Linked DNA regions of Mus musculus: all the other regions are linked to region 1. A link is a contact called in public promoter capture Hi-C data. All regions are on one chromosome and are shown on one strand. The core of a region is the stretch at or near the end of the contact, and the rest is flanking DNA. Distances in the headings are between cores, read along the strand shown. Region 1 holds the start of Rbms2 (RNA binding motif, single stranded interacting protein 2). Region 2 holds the start of Myo1a (myosin IA). Region 3 holds the start of Rdh19 (retinol dehydrogenase 19).

The links. Promoter capture Hi-C pulls out the DNA fragments that hold promoters and counts their contacts.
Region 2: a promoter capture Hi-C map of stem cell-derived epiblast-like cells shows a contact between it and region 1, with 4 times the contacts expected there. The contact joins the promoter of Myo1a here to the promoter of Rbms2 in region 1. A contact is called at or near these places in 11 of 39 promoter capture datasets (the 3T3-L1 cell line, cranial neural crest, embryonic stem cells and 6 more) and 1 of 15 datasets of contacts at CTCF or cohesin (large pre-B cells).
Region 3: a contact with region 1 is called in a promoter capture Hi-C map of liver, with 4 times the contacts expected there. The contact joins the promoter of Rdh19 here to the promoter of Rbms2 in region 1. A contact is called at or near these places in 3 of 39 promoter capture datasets (hippocampal neurons and liver).

Annotation. Positions count from the first base shown.
Region 1 is chr10:128,174,347-128,179,082 of GRCm38.p6, reverse strand. It overlaps Rbms2 (RNA binding motif, single stranded interacting protein 2), which reads left to right and starts at 2,515. Exons shown (of 13, transcript NM_019711.2): 1 at 2,515-2,733. The coding sequence starts at 2,668.
Region 2 is chr10:127,702,360-127,707,095 of GRCm38.p6, reverse strand. It overlaps Myo1a (myosin IA), which reads right to left and starts at 1,840. Exons shown (of 27, transcript NM_001081219.2): 1 at 1,727-1,840; 2 at 1,515-1,630; 3 at 1,178-1,272; 4 at 172-276. The coding sequence starts at 1,840.
Region 3 is chr10:127,847,932-127,852,667 of GRCm38.p6, reverse strand. It overlaps Rdh19 (retinol dehydrogenase 19), which reads right to left and starts at 2,740. Exons shown (of 4, transcript NM_147222.2): 1 at 2,335-2,740. The coding sequence starts at 2,647.

The sequences.
Region 1 (4,736 bases), core at 1,266-3,765:
GAGTTTGAAGTCAGTGAGCACTACAGAGTGAGACCCTATCTTACATCAACAAGTAATTAAATTAATCATAAAGTTAAGTAAGATAGCTCTCACATGGGCTGAAGGCTTGGCTTAGTGCTTGGGAGAGTGCGTGCTTAGCATGCTGAATTCCCGAGATCACCAAAAATAAATAAGTAAATAAATAATAACAAAATGTAAAGCTTCCACTTGTTCAAAAGCACCGAGGTGCGAGGTGCGTGGACTTGGTCTCGGGATGATGCCTTCGCGCTGGGAACGGTCACCCCAGACAGAACGGAACAAGGGCTCTGAAGTTATTGCCATTGTATATTTAATTTGTATATGCTTTTAACATACTCACTTTTGTCCTCTTTTATTACATTTAAAATGTGTGTGTGTATGTGTGTGTGTGTTGGTGAGTGTATACTATAGCACATACGGTGGTCAGAGGACAAATTTCAGGAGTAGGTTCTTCTCCCTTGTACCCCGTGGGTCCCAGGAATTAATCCAGATCTTTCAGCACCTTTACCTGCTGAACTATCATGTGAAAAAAAGTATAGCCTAGGCTGGCCTTTTCCCTCAAGCTCTGCAGTGGATCCTACGGTCACTGGTCACTCTGTGGCCTTGGCTGGCCTCAGGCTTTTGGTGATCTTTCTTCATACATGCTGGAGTTCCAGCTTTAAGCAGTGTATCACCATCCCTAGGCCATGCTTTTTCTTCTTCTTATTATTATTATTTGTTTTTTGAGACAGGGTTTCTCTGTATTATTATTAATTAATTAATTAATTAATTACTTTTTTCTCTTTCTTTTAAAAGATTTATTTATTAGAATAAGTTCACTGTAGCTGTCTTCAAACGCACCAGAAGAGGGTATCAGATCTCATTATGGGTGGTTGTGAGCCACCATGTGGTTGCTGGGATTTGAACTCAGTACCTTTGGAAGAGCAGTAGGTGCTCTTACCCACTGAACCATCTCACCAGCCCTATTAATTTTAAGATACTTTTTTTTTAAAGATTTATTTATTTATTTATTTATTTATTTATTATATGTAAGTACACTGTAGCTGTCTTCAGACACTCCAGAAGAGGGCGTCAGATTTCATTACGGATGGTTGTGAGCCACCATGTGGTTGCTGGGATTTGAACTCGGGACCTTCGGAAAAGCAGTTGGCACTCTTAACCACTGAGCCATCTCGCCAGCTCCAAGATACTTTTTTTTTAATGTTAAAAAAATTAGCTTGGCAGTGGGGGTGCACACCTTTGATCCCAGCATTTGGGAGGCAGGGGTAGGCAGATATCCAGGCCAGCCTGGTCTACAGAGTGAGTTCCAGAACATTCAGGGCTACACAGAGAAACCCTGTCTCAAAAAATAAAAAATAAAACATTGTGTGTGTATGTGTGTCTCTGTGTGTGTTTTGTGTACTTATGTATGTGTATATACGTATGCATGTGTATATGATGGGGGGGGGGAGTGGGAGAGGGAGAGAGAGCACACATGTGTGAGCATGCTGGTATCCATGGAAGCTAGTGGCCATAGAGGTGACTGTGAGTCACCTCATGTGGATGCTGGGAATCAGCTGTGCTCTCCTGGAGTAGCAGCCATGCTCTTAACCCCTGAGCCAGCTCTCCAGACTCCAAAATCTTTCTTACTGCATCAAGATCACCCTAATATAAGCTGGGCCTGGGCGTGGTGGTGCACACCTTTAATCCCAGTACTCGGGAGGCAGAGGCAGGTGGATTTCTGAGTTCGAGGCCAGCCTGGTCTACAAAGTGAGTTCCAGGACTGCCAGGGCTACACAGAGAAACCCTGTCTCAAAAACCAAAAAAAAAAAAAAAAAAAATCACCCTAATATAAACTAGTCTGAGCTCTGAGCTCTCACACACGGTATTGCCATATAGTCTTCTTTCCATGCTCTGGGAGGCAGTCAAGATGGTCCTTTTACACTAAGCTTGATGTCTTTAAATATATATATATATATATATATATACTATTTCATTTATTTCTTTTTGTATGTGCATATGTGGGCATGCCACATTGGGTGCTGGGGTCGGGGGAGAAAAATTTTTGGTAGCTGGTTCTCTCCTTCTACCATGTAGATCTGGGAACTGAGCATAGGCCTGGCAACTTACTAAGACATTTTTCAGGCCAAGTTTGAAATCTTGTAGCTGAGATCTCAGGGAAAGAAAGCTTCAAATCAAAACAAAACAACAACAAAAACCATTGTCTTTTATTAATAATAGGTTAATTGTCTTTTCATAATAATCAGAACTTGTTCATGGAGAAACAGGGTTACATTTGAAAAGGATTAGACCTAAGAATTCTTCTTTCTAGCTTGAACTAAGCCTATGAAAACCAAAACCAAAACAGAACATCCCGGGCATTAGGACCCAGTGGAAGTGGCTCGTTCTGACTTTGGGTTAACTTCTCTCAGTGACGTAAGGAGCAGACCTAGCTCATTCTTCCCCGCAGGCCCCCCCCCCACTCCCTCTCTCTCTCTTGCGTGCTCCTTTTCTCCTCTTTCTCCTCCCCCTCCCTTCTCCCTTCCCTCCCTCTTTCCCTCCCTTCCTCTCTCCCTCTCCTTTCCCCCTCCCCTCCTCCCTCCCTCTTTCTCCCTCCCTTTCCTTCACTCTCTTCTTTCTCTCTCTCAGCTCCGTAACAGTAAAGAAAAAATGCTGCTATCAGTGACTTCCAGGCCTGGGATTTCGACTTTTGGCTATAACAAGAACAACAAGAAGGTAGGAAAAAAGTGCTTTTGGGGAATCAGCTACTTCCTTTCCTAGGGATCCAGGAGCGCCCTTGGTTTTAGAATTCTCCTTTAAGAGGGGAACGAGATTCCTCTGTCCCCCTTCAGCGCCTCTCCTTCCACCGCGTCTTTCCTGCCTTTTTGCACCTGGTTCTGGAGTTAAAGGAATTTAGAGCAGAAGTTTGTGAGGCTGGAGGAGGCAGCGGAATAAAAACAACCAACTTTGCAAGTTTGTATCTTCTGAAACGAAGTTAGTCTGCCTGTCTGCTGCTGCGCCCATGGTCCCGGGGATAGTCTGACAACTCAGACCTTGTCCCTAGGCTCACACCCGGCAAGATTATTTTATCATTTTGGTTAATTGCATCCACCCTTACCCCCACCTCACTTCGCTTTTTACTCAACCCACCAGATAGCAGAAAAATTACAGGTAGTTTGAGAGGTCTCAAGGCTCATCAAGAATTAAGTGTGTGCTTCTAGACGAGAGACCCTACCCCACCCCACCCATCCTGGCAGAGGAATTTGGGGAGATAACATGCTTTGGGATTAAGGCAGAAAGCTCTGTGATTCTTTGGGTCATGCCTTTTGAGAGGATACTTGGAACCCTGCAGATAGCCAGGCTTAGCAAGGATCCCTGGAGTCTTTATGATTAACCCCTGGCTGCCTGAGGAGTTAAGGTATGTTTGAGTGAATGAACAGCCTGGAGAGAGATAGACAGGCTTGCCCACATTTGCCAGAGAGTATCCTTGGCAGTTTCTTGGCATTTTGTGGTATGCAATGCTGGAGGAGGAGCTTTGAGCCATAGCAGGAAGACTTTTTGGTCTCTTTTGAGCATTACAGCTGTTCTTTAAGAAAACACGTGGTGCAGAGATCTATGCTTGTTTGATGGAATGTTGGAGGTGGGGAGAGATTCATATCCTCGTGGACCTGAAAAGACCATTTCAGAGACTCGAATACTAGTATCTCATCAGGGCAGTACTCTGGTGGGTAGTTTATGTGGTTTTCATTCTGTTTATGTGCTTAAGAAAGAAAGCTCTACAGCCAGGTGATGGTGCAAGCCTTTAAATCTAGTACCCAGGAAGCAGAGGCAGTCCAATCTCTAAGTTCAACACCGGCCTGGACTACAAGCAAGTTCCAGGACAGCCAGAGCTACAGAGAGAAACCCTGTGTCAAAAAACAAACAAAAACAAAAAAAGAAATGAAGCTCTATGCATATTTTTGATTACACACATATACAAACATTATATTATATATTTCAATAGGTATTAACTGATGCCCTTCTAATATATATATATGCATATATATATATGTTATATGTGTATATATGTATATATAATTCATTTTATATGTATGTGTGTTTGAAAGGGAACATTCCACCTATCTTTATTCTCCTCAGCTCTTTATAGTACTGTATACAAGTTTCATTCTCATTTTCTATTAGTTTTGGGTTTTGAGACATGGTCTCCGTCTTTGCTCCAAGTTGGCCTAAAACTCACTCTGTAGCCCAGGCTGGTCACAGGATCACAGATATGAATGAGCCATTGCCTCTTATCTTTTTCTTTCTTTCTTTCTTTCTTTCTTTCTTTCTTTCTTTCTTTCTTTCTTTCTTTCTTTCTTTCTTTCTTTCTCTTCCTTCCTTCCTTCCTTCCTTCCTTCCTTCCTTCCTTCCTTCCTTTTCTTCTTCTTCTTCTTCTTCTTCTTCTTCTTCTTCTTCTTCTTCTTCTTCTTCTTCTTCTTCTTCTTCTTCTTCTTCTTCTTCTTCTTTTTGGTTTTTTGAGACAGGGTTTCTCTGTATAGCCCTGGCTGTCCTGGAACTCACTCTGTAGACCAGGCTGGCCTCGAACTCAGAAATCCACCTGTCTCTGCCTCCTAAGTGCTAGCCTTCCTTTCTTTCTAATTTGGTTTTATTATGTAGCCCAACTGGCCCTCAAACTTGTAATCCTCCTGGCTCAGCCTTCCCAGGGCTCCTACTACACAGCCTCTTCTGATTCTTTTTCC
Region 2 (4,736 bases), core at 591-3,090, 470 kb after region 1:
CCGAAGCTCCCAAGAGTTGGAGCCCAGAGGAGGAAAGACCTGAGGGCACAGCTCCTTCCAGTCTGCTGACCAATGGTAGCTTTTATGCTGAAGGGAAACCACAATTTTGGAAGAGGGTCTACTAAGGCTAAGGGACTCTGGGGATAAAGAGAGTAGAGAGTAGCGGCTCACCTTCCAGCACTGGGTTTGACTGAAGCAGCTGCTCCTTCACAGAGTTCACCTGCTCTCCTTTCCCACAGACAGCAGCCACGTAGGACATCACTAGCTTACTCGCCTCTGTGCAGGAGAAACTCTGAGTGAGTCAGGACACTCCCCCTCCCCCTCCCCCTCCCACCGTTAACTATCAGAGTCCTTGACCAGGACACAACCGCTTCTACCTCCTTAACTATCACAGAGTCCCCAGCCAGGGCACGCTCACTCCCATCCCATTTAGCTCTGACACCACATCACTAACAGTAAGAAAAACAGGGACTGGGCTGGAGTGGTTAAGAACACTTGCTGCTCTGTGTGTGTGCACGCAAATGTATGTGTGTGAGTGTGCGTGTGCGTGTGCACTTGGTTTTTGGAGATGTTGTCTCTGGGTAGCCCTGGCTGTCCTGGGACTTGCTCTGTAGACCAGCCTGGCCTCAAACTCAGAGATCCTCCTGCTGCTGCCTCCTGAGTGCTGGGACTGAGGGCATGCACAAATAGAGTGCTGGGACTGAGGGCATGCACAAATAGAGTGCTGGGACTGAGGGCATGCACAAATAGAGTGCTGGGACTGAGGGCATGCACAAATAGAGTGCTGGGACTGAGGGCATGCACAAATAGAGTGCTGGGACTGAGGGCATGCACAAATACTGCCATGTGTTACTTGAGGCTCTTGTAGAAGACCTAGGTTCAGTTCCCAGCACCCACATTGGGTGGCTCAAAACCACCTGCAACTCCAGTTCCAGAGGATCTGACAGCCTCTTTTGCCTTCTGCAGGTACCCGCATGTCTGTGGTGCAAATATATACACACACTCAGTCATATACATATAGACAGAAAAAATGTAAAAATCCTAAAAAAGAAAATAAGGAAGAAAAACCAGAGAGGAAGTAATGGGGACAGAGGACAGGGACAGGCCTGGCTTGGAGAGATAAGGAGGTGACTCCAGACACCATCTCTGGTCTCTCCCAAGCCTTGAGCCTCCTCACCAGTCTTGCCAGCTCCACTCTCGCCTGTGATGAGGATACACTGGTCCCGGTCCCGATCCTTCAGTGACTGGTAGGCCACATTTGCCAAAGCATAGCTTGTGGGAAGGAAGTGGTCAGTGGTCAATGTGAGGCCAGCCCAAGGGCATCATCTTCCAATCCTTAGCGCTGGGTTCATCCACCCTCCCCGTGTGATCCAGATCAGACAAGAACTGAGTCTAGGAAGGATTCTCAGGGGAAGAGGGATGCTGGAGGAGCTCCTTTGGGGAAAGACCGGGGAGGGGGAGAGGAGGATGCTTCATGGACATTTGTCAGCCCTCCTCTGGTTCCCTTTACTCACATGTGAGGCTTCAGCTCATAGAAAGTATAGTCCCGGTATTTGGCAATGAACTCTGGTCCATAGATGGGAAGCTGCTCGTAGGGGTTCATTGAGATCACCACATTCCCAATGTATGTCTGGGGTCAGAAGGAGGGTGAGACAGATGAGCCTGGCAGGAGGAATACTGGAACCCCCTGGGTACCCCCACAGCCTGGCTCCCATGGCAAGCTCACATAAATCTCTTTGTTTTCATAACGGAGTTGGAGGTTCTTGATCAGAGACTCCTCATCTAGGGGCTCCAGGAGGATGAGGTCTTCCACCCCCACGGGACCTTCCAGGAGAGGCATGCCAAGAGGCTAGAGGGTCCTAGGAGTGAACACTGTAAATTGCTGCTGATGGCTCAGCTTAAGAGTTAAGTCATGGTGGGAGGGCAAGGAGGCATAAGGGCCTACAGGAGAGCCCTCTGACTAGAAGGGTCTCTGGACCAACCTGGCCATCCAGGGAGGTGGAGGAACCCGGGGTAGAGGGTGAGATGGGCATCAGATAGGACTACCTCTGTCTGCCCACCTGAGGGGAAGGGGAGCAGAATTGTGCTTAAAGGAGAAAGCTGGAAGAAGGGTGAGCCAAGCTTTGTTCTGCAGCCAGGTATTCAAGGTGCTCTCCCTCCTCCCTCCTGAGGGGGGCGCTCTCTCTGGCCCCTTGCTCCAGTGCTTATATCCAACCCCTGTCTCAGTCACCTAATCCCTCTACAATTCCCATCTCCAAGAGGTCTCTCTTTCTTGCCATTACCACAGTGACTTCATTTTTAGATGTTGGATAAAGTGATGAGATCAGCAATGTAAACAAAAGGTCAGAGCTGCCCGTGGAAAATGGGAGTGGGTAGGCTTTCTCAACTGTGAGGTCTCTCATTATCTCCCCTGCTTCCGTCTTTAGTTGTAAAATCTTCACAGTTTATACCATACCTATCATCTTCTGGCATGGACTTTGCCCAAAGAGACACACCCCATTTTTTAGTAGCTGGTGGGAGTGGGGAAGGAGAGTGCTCCAGGGAGGACTCTGAGGGTTGGGGGCAGGGAGAGCTGGGCTGGGCCACATGCTGCAAGCATGTGGCAGGTGTTCCTGCAGGAAATAAAAGCTCTCCTCAAGCAGACTGAGTGGGCAGGGCAGCAGAAGTAGTACAATGGTCAGTGCCACTCCCTAGAAGGAGTACAACACATTCCCTCACTCTCTGGCTTCTCTGAACCTAGGGGAAGAACGAGAACAGCATACAGGGCAAGGAAGGCATCCAGGCTTCTTTCTCCTTCATTTTGTTTCCCCAAGCTCCAGTAACTTCCTAAATACCTAGGGCACCACATGAATACTGATGATAGCAGTCTCTAGAAAACACGCAGTGTTCATCACAGGACAGACAGAGCTCTAAACACTGTAACTTGACAGTTATAATAGCCCATGAAGTGGATAGTACTATTAGCCCATATTTCTCAGATTAAAGGCAAGTAGCCATCCGAGGTGGCTTATGCCTGTAATCACAGTATTCAGGAGGCCAAGGCAGGAGGATTGCCATAAGTTTGAGATCAACCTGGGCTGCACAATGAACCACAGACCAGCCTGAAGTACAAAGTAAGATCCAGTCTTTGTCTGTCTCTCCCACCTGCGTGTGCGAGTACACATCACATGCGTGCACACATGAGAGCACACACACACACACACATACACACACACACACAGAGTCTTTGAAGCAACCTGGCAGGGAAGGGTGTGAAGCAGAGGTAGGGTATAGGAACACAGCTTTGAGTTTGAATTGAGAGGAGTACAAGTATGATTATCTGAAGGTGAGAAAGGAAAAAAAGAAACAGATCCCAGAAGGAGCACCCCAAGGTGACAGGGCAGGGCAGGACTTACCCAACAGTAGAAACAAGGGCGTACTTCGGTGCCCCTTGGAGAATGGGGGTGGGGAGCAAGTCCCAGTCTGATGGGAAGGGTATGAGCCACAGATTCCAAAGATGGAGCAGCGGCTTAGTTAGCAGGAGCTGTCCATGGTGTCAAAGATGTCTTCAGTCTGACCTTCCTCTGTGCTGCTCTTCTCCACCCCGGCTCCCTGTGCCACTCAGGCCAGAAGAGGCCAGAGAGATGGCTGCTCAGCACAAAGTCCAGGGCTGTTCCTGCTGAGGGTGTGGCTCCCTTAACCCTTCACAAGCTCCTGAAGCATAGACTCCCTGCATTTAGGGGAAGCCTATCTGCCTGGCTTTGACTGAGGGCTCCAATAGAGAAGAGTCCATGCCCCACTGTTCCAAGTATTTGGAAATAAGAACACAAGGAACGGAACTTGTATCTAAGGAAAAGATTTTCCAAGAAAGAAATAGTCATGGGTGGAAGCAGGCTTGTGCAGGTGTAGGGGTGTGTGTGTGCGTGTGTGTGTGTGTGTGTGTGTGTGTGTGTGTGTGTGTGTGTACACTCAGATCACCTGGAAGGCTAAGTGACAAAATCCCAAACCCCGTCCACTTGCCTCCCCTCGAATGACACATCATCATACCGACCCACACACTGAATTCAGAGGTGTGACTCCTTTCATCTGCCTGGACATCCGTTTCACCGCATGCCAGCCTCCACCCCCCAACCCCGTCCCTGTGAGTTAGGCCACACAGAAGCTCCCTTCAGTCAATAACAGAAGCAGACACCAAACTCATGTGACAGCTGTTCTCTTACTTCCACAGCCGGCACATGAGGGACAATGAGCGAGACACACTTCCTGATCTTCTTAGAAAGACTGCAGCCTACATTCCGAGACTTCTAATTTTAATAATGTCTCAGCAGTAGGACAACAAATAAGACCCCATGATATTTTCTGGGTTTAGCCTAGCAGAAAATGGTTCTGCCAGTCAGGTAAAAGCTTATAAAACCAAATTTCCCAAACATGCCTTCATCCACCCAGGAAAATCCTTAAACATCATGGCCCTCTGCCTGAGGCATGCACAGGGAAAATTAGATAGTTTTATCACTTAACTAACATTGAGACTCAATATTCCAACTCTCAGCCTCTGCTGCTTGGTTCAATGTCCGAGCTCTATGCTCTCACAGAAGCACTCCACACGCGCCTGGTCCATCAGCAGTTCCATTTTCAACCTGCCCTTACATAATTTATTGATTTACTGTGTCTATTTGAAGGGAGAGAGCAAGGAAAGAAAGCTGAACAGAAGTGATATCAAAATATAATCCCCTATTACAGGGGTGGGGCAGTAATGG
Region 3 (4,736 bases), core at 1,491-3,990, 330 kb after region 1:
ACCTCTAAGCAAGCAGCTATTTGTAACTGATAACTACTGTCCAAGGAAAAGACAGTTTTCTGCATTGTAGTGTCAATGGTGCCTTGTAATCACTTTATTGTGCACTGTGTGAAGATTCAAATGCTGATTTCTTGTCCACTATATCTGCTTACCATCCTTATTCAGACACTATCCAGGTGCAAACTTGTGTAAACAACAGCTCTCCCATTGTTCCCTGAAGTGGGGACAACAACCATAACAACCAAAGACTGAGCATGGGAGAGAACAGGCTGGAGTTCTCCCAGCCAGGGGAGGGAGCTGGAGAAGAGGAGGTATGGCTTAGCCACCTGCAGAGAGTCTAGGAGACACCAACATTATGAACTAACCAGTACCCCTGAGCTCTTGACTCTAGCTGCATATGTATCAAAAGATGGCCTAGTCGGCCATCACTGGAAAGAGAGGCCCATTGGACTTGCAAACTTTATATGCCCCAGTACAGGGGAACTCCAGGGCCAAAAAGTGGGAATGGGTGGGTAGGGCAGTGGGGGGGGGAGGGTATGGGGGACTTTTGGGATAGCATTGGAAATGTAATTGAGGAAAATACGTAATAAAAAAATTAAAACAAAACAAAACAAAACAAAAACAAAAAAAAGAAAACACCTGGAGCAGAGAAAGACTAAAACTGCAAGTATCTCTATTATTTTGTCTGGAAGTTTGGCAGATTAGTTTAGAGGATTGAAATAGAGTAATTCTGCCCTTTAAGCATGTTAAATAAATAAATAAATAAACAAACAAACAAATAAATAAATAAATAAATAAATAACTTAGACCAGTCTCAGTTATTTGGGAGTTACCTGGCTAAGAAGCAAACTGTAACACAGGGATTAAAAAGGCACTCAGTGAGCCTCATACACAAGAGAGCTAGAATCTCCACAAAATAAACTCTGAAATTTTGGGAGGAAAGGGGAGACTGTTTTTGGTTTTTGGTTTTTTGGTTTTTTTGGCTTTTTTTCATTATGTTTTGTGCTGGCTTCTTTGCTTGTTTCTTGTTGTTTGTCTTTTGTTATTTTCTGTTTGGTTGTTTGTTTATTTATGTTGCTTTTCCTTGGGGGTTTTATTTTCCTTTTGTTTTTCAGACAGAGAGAGAAAGACAGACAGACAGAAAGACAGACAGACAGACAGAAAGAATATGAACTTGTGTGACTGGGACATGGGGACGATCTGGGAGACGTTGGGGAAAGGAAAAACATGATCTAAATGTTTGCATATGTGTATGTATGTATACATATATATATATATACAGATATTAAAATATAACAGATATTTTAATCCTAGGATCACAAAATACACATGCTTGCAGACTTAGAATTGACTAGAAGTTTCACAAGACAGTTCTTAAGACAACAAGTACAAAGAACAAGCTGAGCATGGTGGCCCATGCTGTTAATGCCAACAGGAAGGAGCTGAGCAGCAGGTTCATCAGATGGTATCCAGACCCATTTCTAGAACCCTGCCTCAAACACGCAAGCCAGAAAACCACAAAGGGAATAAATGATACCCAACACAAATGCTAAAATTAGTGGGCCTTGGTTAAGAGCCATTTTTTTTAAAATTCATTGAATGTTATTATTGTAACTAATGCTCTTTAAGTGGTAGAGGTAAAAAATGTTTACATTTTTCAAGTGGAAAGAAAGCACATACGTTAAGCCTACAGGTCAAAGTGTTACTAGTTTTCATACACTGGATAGTAAATCATAAGTAAGACATGTAGCTTGACATGTCTAGAGTTTAGAACAATATCTGTTTCCAACTTGTTTTTATTTAAATTTATCATTTAAATAATAACAAAAATGGTGGAGGGAGAGACAAAGGGAGAAAGAAAATGATAGGAAGTCTTGACTTTGGGCTTAAGCACGGCAATGATTATGGCTCTCCCTGCCATGGTGCACAGGCAGTGCATGAGAACATGTTCCAGAGCTGGGAGAGCAGGTGCACGCTGGCACATGACCTTCACACAGAGACCAGATCCCAGGAGCCCAGGGTTCGCCTCCTTCCTCACTGTCTCTATCCTAGGATTCAGCAGCCAACAATCTGGTCTTTCTACATACAAAGTCAAAGAGGACAGAGAAGAATTTGGACATGAAAACTTCCCAAGGCTCCAGTTGACTAAGAACACACAGCTTGGAGGACTCAGTGTAGAGGTAAGAGGACAGACTGATGTGCTAGAGAGGGGCAGAATCTGCAGTCACACCAACTCTACCCTGACTCCCAGCAGGAATCGTTCCAGGACTACACAGGCCTTCCCTTCACTCAAAGACAGAAAACGAACAGCACAGACAGGAATCTCAGTGGTACCTCTGTTCCCAACACGCTCCTTCACCCACTGAGTGGCTGCCACAATACTCTCTGTCTTGGTGACATCCAGGATCACTGTCTCCAGCCTGTCAGATGTCTTGTTCCTCAGCTCCTCGGCTCCCTTCTCCGTCAGACATGCAGCCAGCACCCTCATGCCTCTCCTGTCCAGCTGTCTGGCCAGCAGGTTCCCAAAGCCAGAGTCACAGCCCGTGATGAAGACATACTTGTCTTGGAGGTGGCTCACCACCTGCCTCTCCCTGAAGAAGCGCAGGAGTGTCCACAGTCCCACCAGTGATACTAGGTAGAGCCACATGGTTTGTAGAAGACAAGCAGAGAGAGAGAGAGAGAGAGAGAGAGAGAGAGAGAGAGAGAGAGAGAGAGAGAGAGAGAGAGACTCTGTGTCAAAATGCGGCTGGCCTCTGCTCACACAGGAAAGTGTAAACATCCAGGACACCACCCTGCTGACATACAGTTCTTTGCATTTTTTATAATTATTAATGCCTTAGATCTCTGGTCTTTGCCCTGCTTTTGAACAGCAGACATATCATGCCCACTGGCTCTCCCTATGTCACTGCCAAGGAAAAGACTACTGACTGTTGAATAACATAGGTCTATTCTCTTATGATCTTTGTTTCCTGGACTCATGTGAGAATACATGTATGTGTGCCATTACATATGACTCATGGTCCAGTCCCAGACTCAGCTTGTGTCTCTGTAATTTGCGCTCTGGGGCCACAATCTAGGAGGTTGTGAACATAATGAGAAACTATTAGTAACCTATTCTTGGATGCAGGATAACTTATAGGAGAGGACAGGGAAAGCTGGTGTCCTCCTAATACAGCAGCTCCTGAGAAGGTATAAGAGCCATCCCAAACATGGAAGGCTGACATCAAAGGTACACTAGGTGATAGGGCTGGGACCGCAGACACATCAGGACTCCCAGAGTAGGTATGGAGAAGGAAATGACTTTATCCTCTCAATTGACCCTTCTTCTGGCTGCCTGGATTCAAGCAGACATGAGCACAGAGTTCTTGAGATGTGACTTCCATGGCTGCCCCTGACTCACCTGAGCCAGGGTGTCTTTCTTTATTTCCCAGCAAGCCTTGCTCAGAAACTCTAGAGTAGTGTGTGGAGCTTTCCATATGGCTCCTGGTCTGGGGAATGCCTGACTAACCCTCTGATTCTAGCTCAAAATAAACCTGGTGTCTCCTTCAGGAATGATGTCATGATTCCCTTACCTGGCACTTCCACAACTTTCTGTGCCAACCAGTAAGGAATCAGACTGTCCTTGTGCTCGTAAGAACCATGGTTCTATCAGGAAGTGCCCCAATACAGGTTAGATTACACCTGTGCACTAAGGCCTGGATCTTGGTTATCTGTGAATCTGGAGCTGGGCCACTCTCCCTCCAAGGTGGTAGCTTCCCCTGGATCTGCTCTGCATTTGCCCTGCTCTTCCCTCTCACCGTTCCTGATTGTGTTTGACTTAGTGATGGTAATCCTCATCCTCCTGGCTCCAATCCTGTCCCTCCTCCTACTTCTGCAGAAGGTACTATACTAGGATATTCTTCATGTAGTTGTTAGCACCCAACAGGTCCTCAGAACCCTAGCACTGAATTGCATCTTGTAAAATGTAGTGCTGGCTTTTCTTGACTAAAGTACATGCAGATATTATTTCTCTTAGTTCTAGTATCCCTTCAACAGTGAGTTCTCTAGAGCATTCCTTCTATGGTCATTTCCCAATGCTCTCTCCTACAGTTCTTTCCATGTCAACCCTGACAGAAATGCGCACTCTTGTTGGACTAAGATCTTCTAGAACACAGCAGGATCTAGATCCAGCCCTGGAATTTCTGGATAAAGTCAGAGAGAATAAGAAAGTGGATGTGACTCTGTTGAAGAAGTCACAGGGCTGAAGAGAAAGCCTCAAAGACACCTCCCTGATTCATTGGAGGTTCCCTCAGTCCATCCATCCCTCCTGAGATTATCACACTGGGCAAATGACAGTGCCCAGTTGTTCCTCTTCCCTGTCCTGGGGAGGGTGAGCTGGACCCATTCCAGGTCAGACCCTGTGAATATTTAACAAGACAGCCCTTCTGCCCGCTGGGCTGCTCTGATCTGCTGAGGTAGATTGGAACAGAACTATCTACTGGGATCAGGAGTCCAGTTCAGTCAAGTGGGGAAGCACTTTCTCCCCAAAGGCAGTGTACCCCACCCAACCCACCCTTTCTTTTTCATGCAAAGGGGGGAGAGGTAGAGCCTAGAGTTGGTGCTGCGAAGGTGGAAACAGGCCCACTGTCAAGCCTGTTTCCCAACTTGACCACGTGCTGCCCCTACTCAGCTGTAGTTGGGAATCAGAAATGATAGACTATTGTGTTATAATGGCTGAGGATCTCGAACTGGAGGCA